Regions from separate parts of the Zea mays genome. Here region 1 is linked to region 2. A link is a contact called in public Hi-C data. All regions are on one chromosome and are shown on one strand. The core of a region is the stretch at or near the end of the contact, and the rest is flanking DNA. Distances in the headings are between cores, read along the strand shown.

Region 1 (4,645 bases), core at 670-3,169, 330 kb before region 2:
GTAGTTGCATGCCTCATAAGATTTCTACCATTTGTCTTAGTCCTCATTAAGTCATGAATCATTCCATATCCATAGATAAAAAAGGCAGAAAACTTGTCCATTGGCATCCTACCTACTAGGGTTGAGATGGTTGGGTGGGCTCACATTTTTATACCTAGGCCTAAATAAGTCGCCCGACTCAACTGCTGCGACTAGTCGTCGACTCGAGCGACTAGTAGAGAAAGTCGAGTCGTTCAGATCGACTATCACATCTGTATCGACTTCTCGACTAGTTGTCGACTAGTCGCAACTAGTCGTTCGACTTTAAAAACCTTGCTCTCAGTAAACTTAGGCTTACCCCAGTTTGGAAAGCAAGGACGGAACAGAAATGCAGTTTTTTTTGCTTGGACTTTACTTCATCGAAAGATCCTCACCGCGAACAACCTGACTAAAAGAGATTGGCCAAGTCACCCTAATTGTAAGTTACGCAGGGTGGAGCCTGAGACGCCACAACTGTCTTTGTAAAGACTATTTTCACAAAGGAGACCTGGGCAATAGTACAGAGTACAGACTTGGTGCGAAACATCCCATATTCGGAATTATAAACCAGAGCGAGCGGCTCCACCTTTAATACCTCTCAAAGGAAAGCTCTTGACGGTATCATAATCTACCTCTAGTGGCATATATGGAAGGAACGTAATAGAATAACTTTTCAACACAAGGCAAGGCATACAAGGGAAGTTGCGAGCCTATGCAAGGATGACATCACACAATAGAACTTGGCAATGCTACAAACAAGGATAAAAACGGCTTGGCCGTTTTTCTTTGATTGCGAATAAATAGGATAGAGAAACTACTATACAAATTTGTATTCTTGTTTTTAACATTGAGCTTGAGATTCATAAAAGTTAAACCTCAAATTCATCATATATTTTCTCAAATGATTGGTATAAAATTCGTTATGGATTCGGAAACAAATTCGGTAACTTTTTCACCTTTTTTTTGTTGTAGGGAGCAAATAATACATAAAACAATTTAAGCAATATTTTATTCTTATTTGTAATAATGTGCTTGATAACATAAAAAAGATCAACATCAAATTTTATACATATCTATTTTACAATATTAAATTTGTCCGGATTACCACTTTCTTCCCTGCCTACAAATACAGTCGGCTTAGTGGGTTTCCTATGCAATTTGTAGTCGCTTGTTGGTCCCTCTTTGGTTTGGTGTAGAGTCGCTTTGCTTTCGTTTTGGGGTTGTGAGTGGTCTTCTGTCTTGTTTCGGATTTTCTTTTTGACCCGGTTTGAGGTTGTTTCTTTGTTTTATCTTTGAGATCAGTTTGTAAACATCCCTTGGTGTAATAAAAACTAGTACCGTAAATCTTTTGTCGTTCTTTACTAAAAAAATACGATACCTTTCTAGATGGACGAAAAAACAAGTCAGAACCGCACATTTCTCATAAAAATTTCCTGCTCTGATAGTCCTTACGGGTAGTATCGAAGGTTGCCCTTCTTGGTGTCCTGCTTGATGGGCGTGAAGGCCTCGTCGGTGGCGACCTCCATCTTGGCGCTGCTCTCCTTGGGTATCTCGACGACGAAGTGGAACACCCCGTCCCCGGCGCGCAGCGGGACGTCGTGCCACGGCGACACCTTCCGGCCCCCGCCGTCGACGAGGAACACGCGGTAGTCGAGCGTCTCGGGCTTGCCCTGCTCCTTGGGCTGGAGGTCGGCGGTCTTCAGGAGCGCGGTGGTGGTGAGCCCCCGCTGGCGCTGGAACCGCACGGCGGTGGGGAGGCGGGTGATGCGGCTGCGGAGGCCGGCGCCCGCTAGGAGCGTGAAGCGGGTCGCCGCCGTCGCGGACGCCGTGGCCGCCGTCGCCATCTGCGCGGGTGGTTACGCGGGCCGCCGGAGAGGGCGGGGGTACGCGGAGGAGTTGGGAAAGGAGGTGGTGGTGGACGCAGCGGCGGCGGGCACTGTAGTAGTGGGACTTGCGGATGACGAGGCCAAGGATTTGGACGGAGCGCGTATAGTACTAGTGGCTAGCTGATGAGGTGGGCCCGAGCTTTTGTGGTAGGAAATAGGAATACTCGACTCGAGGCTAGCATTAGCAAGCAGGCAGGCACGCCGCACGCTCTGCATACCCGGAGATTGGGGAGTGTTGAGTAGGCCGGATCGGGCTAGGCAAGTCATCCAAGTTGGCAAAGGTGATAAGGCCTGGCCCATGGGGAAGTGGGTATCCCGTATTGGGCTCGCCATCACCTTCCGACCACAATACACGGCTCACAGCCCATATCCGGCACCGGCAGACGCATTGATGCCCATTGAACCGCCGCTCTACCATGCCGTATCTTTTCAGTGATCCGCTCTTCCAGGCTTGGTGGTCGGATGGACATGGAGGAAGCGAAAGTGATCGCTGTACCCTGACGCATGACCAGATCAATGGACAGTGACGGTGGCGAAAGGTCTCAAAATGTACTGGGCAAATGGAGTATTATTGTGCCAACTTGCTGGTGGCACAAGCGCTTGGTTTCAGCGTCACCGAGCCAATCCAGAGTGGACCACCGGATCGGACCCCCGCAGGACACATCGTGTTCTTTGTGTGTCTGCCAGTGCCTGGCCGGGCACTGGACTGGAGAGTCTGAATAAGGATCCAGTCTCAGATTTCGGTGCCCGCTTTTACGAACTTGTCTGAAATCTTCTCGGCGAAAATTTGCAACTTCGTCCAGGCCCTAGCTACTATGAAAAGCAGCGTTTAGGCACTGGCGAATGGCGATCCATGGCGATGGCGAGCAGCGGTGCAGGCCCGTTCAATGGCTCAATGACGAGGCCCAACGGCTCCAGCACGATGGGAAAGAAGCAGGCGAGTGGGGGGTCACGTATGAGACATGAGGTGATTGATGTCCCCGGAAATGCTTTGTTTGGCAATATAACTGCAGATACCTATCATCCCATTTTCGGCACTCATCATCATCAGGCGTGTCATCAAGTTTTATTAGAGCGGTGTAGGCAAGCCTCACTTTAGTTTTATTCTAATTAAATTTTAGGGGCCGTTTGGATCCTTCAGGCTATCCGCACTCATGAAACCCTAAATTTCTACTCTAAAAGGAATATTTCATCCTGGCCAGCGAGATTCTCTACTCTATTCAACAATTCTCCGCGGTCACAATTACTCTATATATCTACCCTATACCCCACACTATTCTATCCCCTCCCAGCCCCCACCGCGCCTGCCACTGTGCCCGGGCCCACCTCCACCGCGCCTGCCTACCACTGTGTACGTTGTGCCATGCAAAGAAGATGAGAGAGACTATAGAGTTGGGCGGAAGAGTGCGCTAGATTTAGAGTTTTCCCAGCTATTGTTGCATTTAGCGTCGGGCTGAAGTTTCCCCGCTGCAGCACATTTGTTGACTCTATACCTTTAGAGTTGTGTTTACCGTCCGTGGCTGCGGACAACCTCAGTTTGTATTGTAGGAATTGTAATCTACTCCACCAGTTTCTAAATTTTAAATATAAGTCTATCTCAAGTTCATAAAATAGAGGGATGAAAATTTGATTTTATGTACTCCAGGCTATGTTTTCACTCTGCAATTTATAACACGCTCTTTAGCTCACTCATTTATGCTAAAAATATAGCACATAAATAGCCCCTCCATATAATCAATAGTGGTACACAAATATATTTTATATAAAATCATATCAGCTTAATCGATTTGTGACTAAATAATTACAATTATTAGATTGAAATTCAATTCCAAGGATCCAACTAGGGCCTTAGAGTTTTTATCTAACTTTAGTTTTTTTTTTACAGCATTACAACAATAGATTGAGATACTGCCTAAACCTTTATTTGGTGTGTGAGTGTAGGCTCAAGCATTATAATTGTGAACAGACTCCAACCCCACAAAACTACGCATCCTAATTGATCCCACCAAATTTTTAATGTTATAACGGGCTCGAACCTTGAACTGCTTCACATTTGAACGGAACACAACTACACAAGCGTAAAGCGTTCTTTGATTTGGCAAGGCACATCACAGGTGCTAGCTGACATTTCCGATCAAAAAGAAAAATATGGTTTAAAAAGTGCTGAATTCTGAAGAAAGGAGCTAGTATGTGAGACACAGCCCTCCAACATACTACAGTGTACAGGGGCACGACTAATATGCAAGCAGTACTAGGTGCAAGTACGCAAACAGATATTTTGATCTGTTAGATTTAGATCCAACGGTATGTCATATTTAGCACTTAAACCATGTCACCACCACCTGGTATAGTTTTATAAAAACCCCCTAACAAACCACAATTCTATTTACCGTTGGATACAGATCTAACGGGTTAAAAAGTCTGCTTAGACGCTTGCACCTATTAACTGCTTACATATTAGTCGTTTTTTTGAAGTAAATGTTACTGTAGGGGCACTTACAGTATTTTATTACTTATTGCTTTTAAGGAAACCAGAGTGGGGGAGAAGATACAGGGGGCGAGTACAGAGGAAAGAGAAATTACAGAACAGAATAAAGAAGTCAGTCGTTGCCACTGTACAATCCATTATTGTCTATATTTGTCAAGAATAGTGCAGCGACTGCTTAATTTGCACATAGATTTTTGTGAATCGCGTATGTAAGGGTGTGGTTTGGTACGAATTCCGTCGACATGCATCGTGC
Region 2 (4,451 bases), core at 467-2,966:
GATACTAGCCAAGGTTGGACAAAAGGGTCTATTTATAGCCCAAGTCGAAATCCAACCATTATCTCTTGAAGGGCTGAAATTAGAGGCATCAAACATGTCTATTGCACTATCAATTCCTGCACGAGACACATCCAGTGCCTTCACAATGACTATATTCTCAACTGGTATAAACTAGTTGTTAATTATGCCATATATCCGGTGCACTCACCAGATAGGCCACTAGACACGTTTGGTGCATATTAGACCAAAGAGTTCAATTTACATGCTCTCTCTAAGAGAAACAACTATTATATAATTAGACCTTCGGTTCAAGCATGCAAGCGAGCCTCCTATATGTTAGATCATGATCGAACCCTAGATATAGATGTAGTTCGTTAGGTGTGTTTTTTTATAAGTCTACATAAGTTATGGCAGAAGTGTTTAAGTGTTAAATGTGATATATGATTGAATCAGTATCTAACGGACCAAGAGCCTCACTTATAGGGTGTTTGGTTTGAGGAATAAGCTAGTCCACCATCTTCTCACTTCTCACTTTTTTTGTTTGATTTGTGGAATGGAATGGGTTGATCCATCACCACCTTATTTCTTATAGTTAATAATAACATGAGGAATGAGGTCATCCCACCAAATTTGAGGAATAAACTCATGATGAACCACATCATATTAGATGGAGTGATTACACAAACCAAACACCCCTTAGGCAATCTCTAGCAGGCCGTGTAAAAGATCGTGCAAAGTACTGTTTTGTAACGTAGATTACACTATTTCTAGAGTGATGTTTGAAATAATGAGCGAGATTGCATTTAAAGCCACATTGCTGTTAGAGATGGCTAAACGGGCCGCCCGGCCCGGCCCGGCCCGTTTTGAGTCTGGCCCGCCAAGCACGGTTAGAAAATCGGGTCGGACCGTCTAAGCACGCGAGCTCAATTTCATGTCTGAGTTCGGCTCGCAGCGTGCCGAAAAGCGGGCTATACGGGCCTGTAACCACGTTTTAGTGTAAAAAGCAGGCTTAACGGTCTTAGAGATAAACGGGTCGTGCGGGGCTAGCGCTAGCCCACCATGCCTAGTTTCCTGTCTGAGCCCGACCCGTATAGAACCTGGTCGTGCCGGACTCGGGCCGGATCCAAACAACGGGCTTCGTACCGGCCTCGCGGGACTCGTGCTTATTGGCCATCTATAATTGCGGTTGCTCTCTCTAATCGCACATGCACAGTACCGAGTGGTATGGTACGCTGGCTGGCATTTCCGATGTACTGTAGAGCTGAAGTGCGGCCCTTTTTAAGTGCCGTTGCTGTTTGTGCTACAAAACCGGTGCGCTATTACTCGTTAGTTGGATTTTAGTTTTCTAAGAAGTTGAAGTAGGGTCAGGGCACAGTTGAAGCTGGTGACATGTCGCAGCGAACATAAAAGAGTTTCTGGTAGGTGCGTCGTACGGCCAGAAACACACAACGGCGGCCTATCTTCGCGCTCGCTCTCGGGTCTGTTCCGTGACCAGCATGGCAAGGCTGCCACGTTCCCAGCCACCCCTGGGCACCAAGTAACCGGCCCACACAATCCGCACCGCGTCTGTGCCCTACGCCCATACCCAAACGCACGTTTCCAGCGCAGCGGCCGGTCTACCACACCACACGCCACTCACTCCTGTCCCGTGCCCCACAACACACAACACTATTAATTCAGTGCTCTTCCCTTCGTCTGCGTCTGCGTGCAGCGTGCTCGCGAGGCCCTGCTTCCTGCTGCGATGGGGGGCGAGACGCACCTGAGCGTGCAGGAGCTGGCGGCGTCGCTGGGCGCGCTACCGCCGGAGTTCGTGCGGTCTGAGCAGGACCAGCCGGGCGCGACCACGTACCGCGGGGCCGCCGTGCCGGACGCGCCGGTGATCGACATATCGGAGCCCGGGTTCGGCGCGCGCATGGCCGCAGCCGCCAGGGAGTGGGGGCTGTTCCAGGTGGTGAACCACGGCGTGCCCTCAGCGGCGGTGGCGGAGCTCCAGCGCGTCGGGCGGGCCTTCTTCGCGCTTCCGACGGAGGAGAAGGAGCGCTACGCCATGGACCCGGCGTCCGGCAAGATCGAGGGCTACGGCACCAAGCTGCAGAGGGACCTCGAGGGCAAGAAGACGTGGAACGACTTCTTCTTCCACGTCGTCGCGCCGCCGGAGAAGGTGGACCACGCCGTCTGGCCCCGGAGCCTCGCCGGGTACAGGGAGGCCAACGAGGAGTACTGCCGCCACATGCAGCGCCTGACGCGCGAGCTGTTCGAGCACCTCTCGCTGGGGCTGGGGCTCCACGGGGGCGCCATGGCGGAGGCGTTCGGCGGAGACGGCCTGGTGTTCCTGCAGAAGATCAACTTCTACCCGCCGTGCCCGCAGCCGGAGCTCACGCTCGGCGTCGCGCCGCACACCGACATGAGCACGCTCACCGTCCTCGTGCCCAACGAGGTGCAGGGGCTCCAGGTCTTCAAAGATGGTCAATGGTACGAGGCCAAGTACGTGCCCGACGCACTCATCGTCCATATCGGCGATCAGATCGAGGCAAGCGACCTACGTAGCATCTTTTTTTTTTCATTCTATTGTGTTGTGATGATCTTGCTCCCTCAAGTATTTCTTTGATGTCGGACAACTACTAACTGGTACGAACCGATCGAGCAGATTTTCAGCAACGGGGCATACAAGGCGGTGCTGCACCGTACGACGGTGAACAAGGAGAAGACGCGGATGTCATGGCCGATGTTCGTGGAGCCGCCGGGGGAGCTCGTCGTCGGGCCGCACCCCAAGCTGGTCACGGAGGAGAGCCCGGCCAAGTACAAGGCCAAGAAGTACAAGGACTACCAGCACTGCAAGATCAACAAGCTCCCCATGTAATTATGTAGCTCGGGTTCTACTGTCGTGTGCACCCGCTTCTGTAATTTCAGTCTACCATATTTAAGTCACATAACCGTTATTCCAGTCGCATGCATGGCCACAGAATTGGCTTGTGGGCTCTTTCGTCTGGTTTGGGCCATTGCGGGCTGCTTATCTACTCTCTTTCCCGACCGTGTTTATTTGTTGTTGTTGTAAGGGCACTAATACATGTTAAAGAATAACGGGTCTTTTGTCCGTATATTACTACAATTTCTATAGATGGGATTGTCCACGCCATTTAAAATATTATAAATTTTAAGCACTAGCTTGTCCGCATCACTAAAATCACCAAAACCTAGTAGTGTGCATCTGTCGGTTGTAATCACACCCCTCCGAGGGTGTATAATTTCTTTGGGGAACCTTCTTTATCTTATTAATGAAATGACGCACACAGCTAGCGTGGATAGAAAAATCATCAAGATAGAGCATTACCATCACAAGAACACAGTCATAGCATCACTATCATAGATTCAAATACACAAACACGTACCAAATCATATTATAATGTTGTTTGTGCAATGGTTGTGTCTTTAAAAATCTTTCTATTTTAAAATTCATGCATCATAAGAAAAACGTAGAAGAAAAGGAGTACAATCTAGCTCCTAAAATTGTATTTGTCGGTATCTCAAGACTCAGGTACCCAATACTACTGACCCTGGGGCTATGTTTAGTGACATGGTCACATGTGGTCTGCCCTGGCTTAGAGTTTAGGCTCATCTGACGAGACCACTGGCCTCATCTAGGGGTCAGTCTCCACGAGGGCTCTCCGGATCCCGGTGACGGGGCTTCAGGGCTGAAAGTCACCTAAAGGGGTGAATAGGTGAAACCTGAAATTTATGAACTTTAACACACTAAAGACAGGGGTTAGCGTTAGAATTAAATTCAAGTCCAAAAGAGTGTTTCTCTTGCCAAGAGTTGCTCAATGGATGTAGATGACGTATGAGAGCAAACTCAAGTTAATATTAGCAAGGAAACGTTAGAGAGAGAAAAGAGGGGCAAACAAATCAAACGAGAATCAAAGCGAGTAGACACGGTGATTTGTTTTACTGAGGTTCGGTTCCAAAGAACCTAGTCCCCGTTAAGAAGGCCACAAAGGTCAGGTTTATTTCAACCCTTTCCCTCTCTCTCAAACGGCCACTTAGACCGAGTGAGCCTTTTCCTTAATTTCATGGATCACTAAGACTCCGCAAGAACCACCACACACTTGGTGTCTCTTGCTTCGCTTACAAGCACTTAGAAAAGAAGTGAGGAAGGAAGAAACGCAATCCAAGCAACAAGAGCGCAAAAAAACACAAACACGCTCTCTCTCAAGTCACTAAGTGGTTGAGATGAATTTAGGAGTTGGAGAGGGTTTGATCTTTGGAATTGTGTCTTGGAGTGAATGCTCTAGCTCTTGTATTGAATGCGATCTTCAAAAAATTTGGATGAGAATGAATAAGGTGGTTGGGGGTATTTATAGCCCCCAACCACTTCCTAGTCGTTGGCAAGGACTGCTAGCGATGGACACACCGGACAACACTATGCACTGTTCGGTGCCCGCCACGTCAGCGCA

The links. Hi-C and Micro-C count contacts between places; a contact is called where the count stands out from the background.
Region 1: a Hi-C map of tassel shows a contact between it and region 2, with 2.5 times the contacts expected there. The contact joins the promoter of LOC100272927 here to the promoter of LOC100272992 in region 2. A contact is called at or near these places in 2 of 25 Hi-C or Micro-C datasets (ear and tassel).

What each region holds. Positions count from the first base shown.
Region 1 is chr5:218,859,254-218,863,898 of Zm-B73-REFERENCE-NAM-5.0, reverse strand. LOC100272927 reads right to left here and starts at 1,919. Exons shown (of 5, transcript NM_001147379.1): 1 at 1,471-1,919. The coding sequence starts at 1,862.
Region 2 is chr5:218,524,387-218,528,837 of Zm-B73-REFERENCE-NAM-5.0, reverse strand. It overlaps LOC100272992, which reads left to right and starts at 1,716. Exons shown (of 2, transcript NM_001147443.1): 1 at 1,716-2,530; 2 at 2,648-3,016. The coding sequence starts at 1,742. The coding sequence ends at 2,860.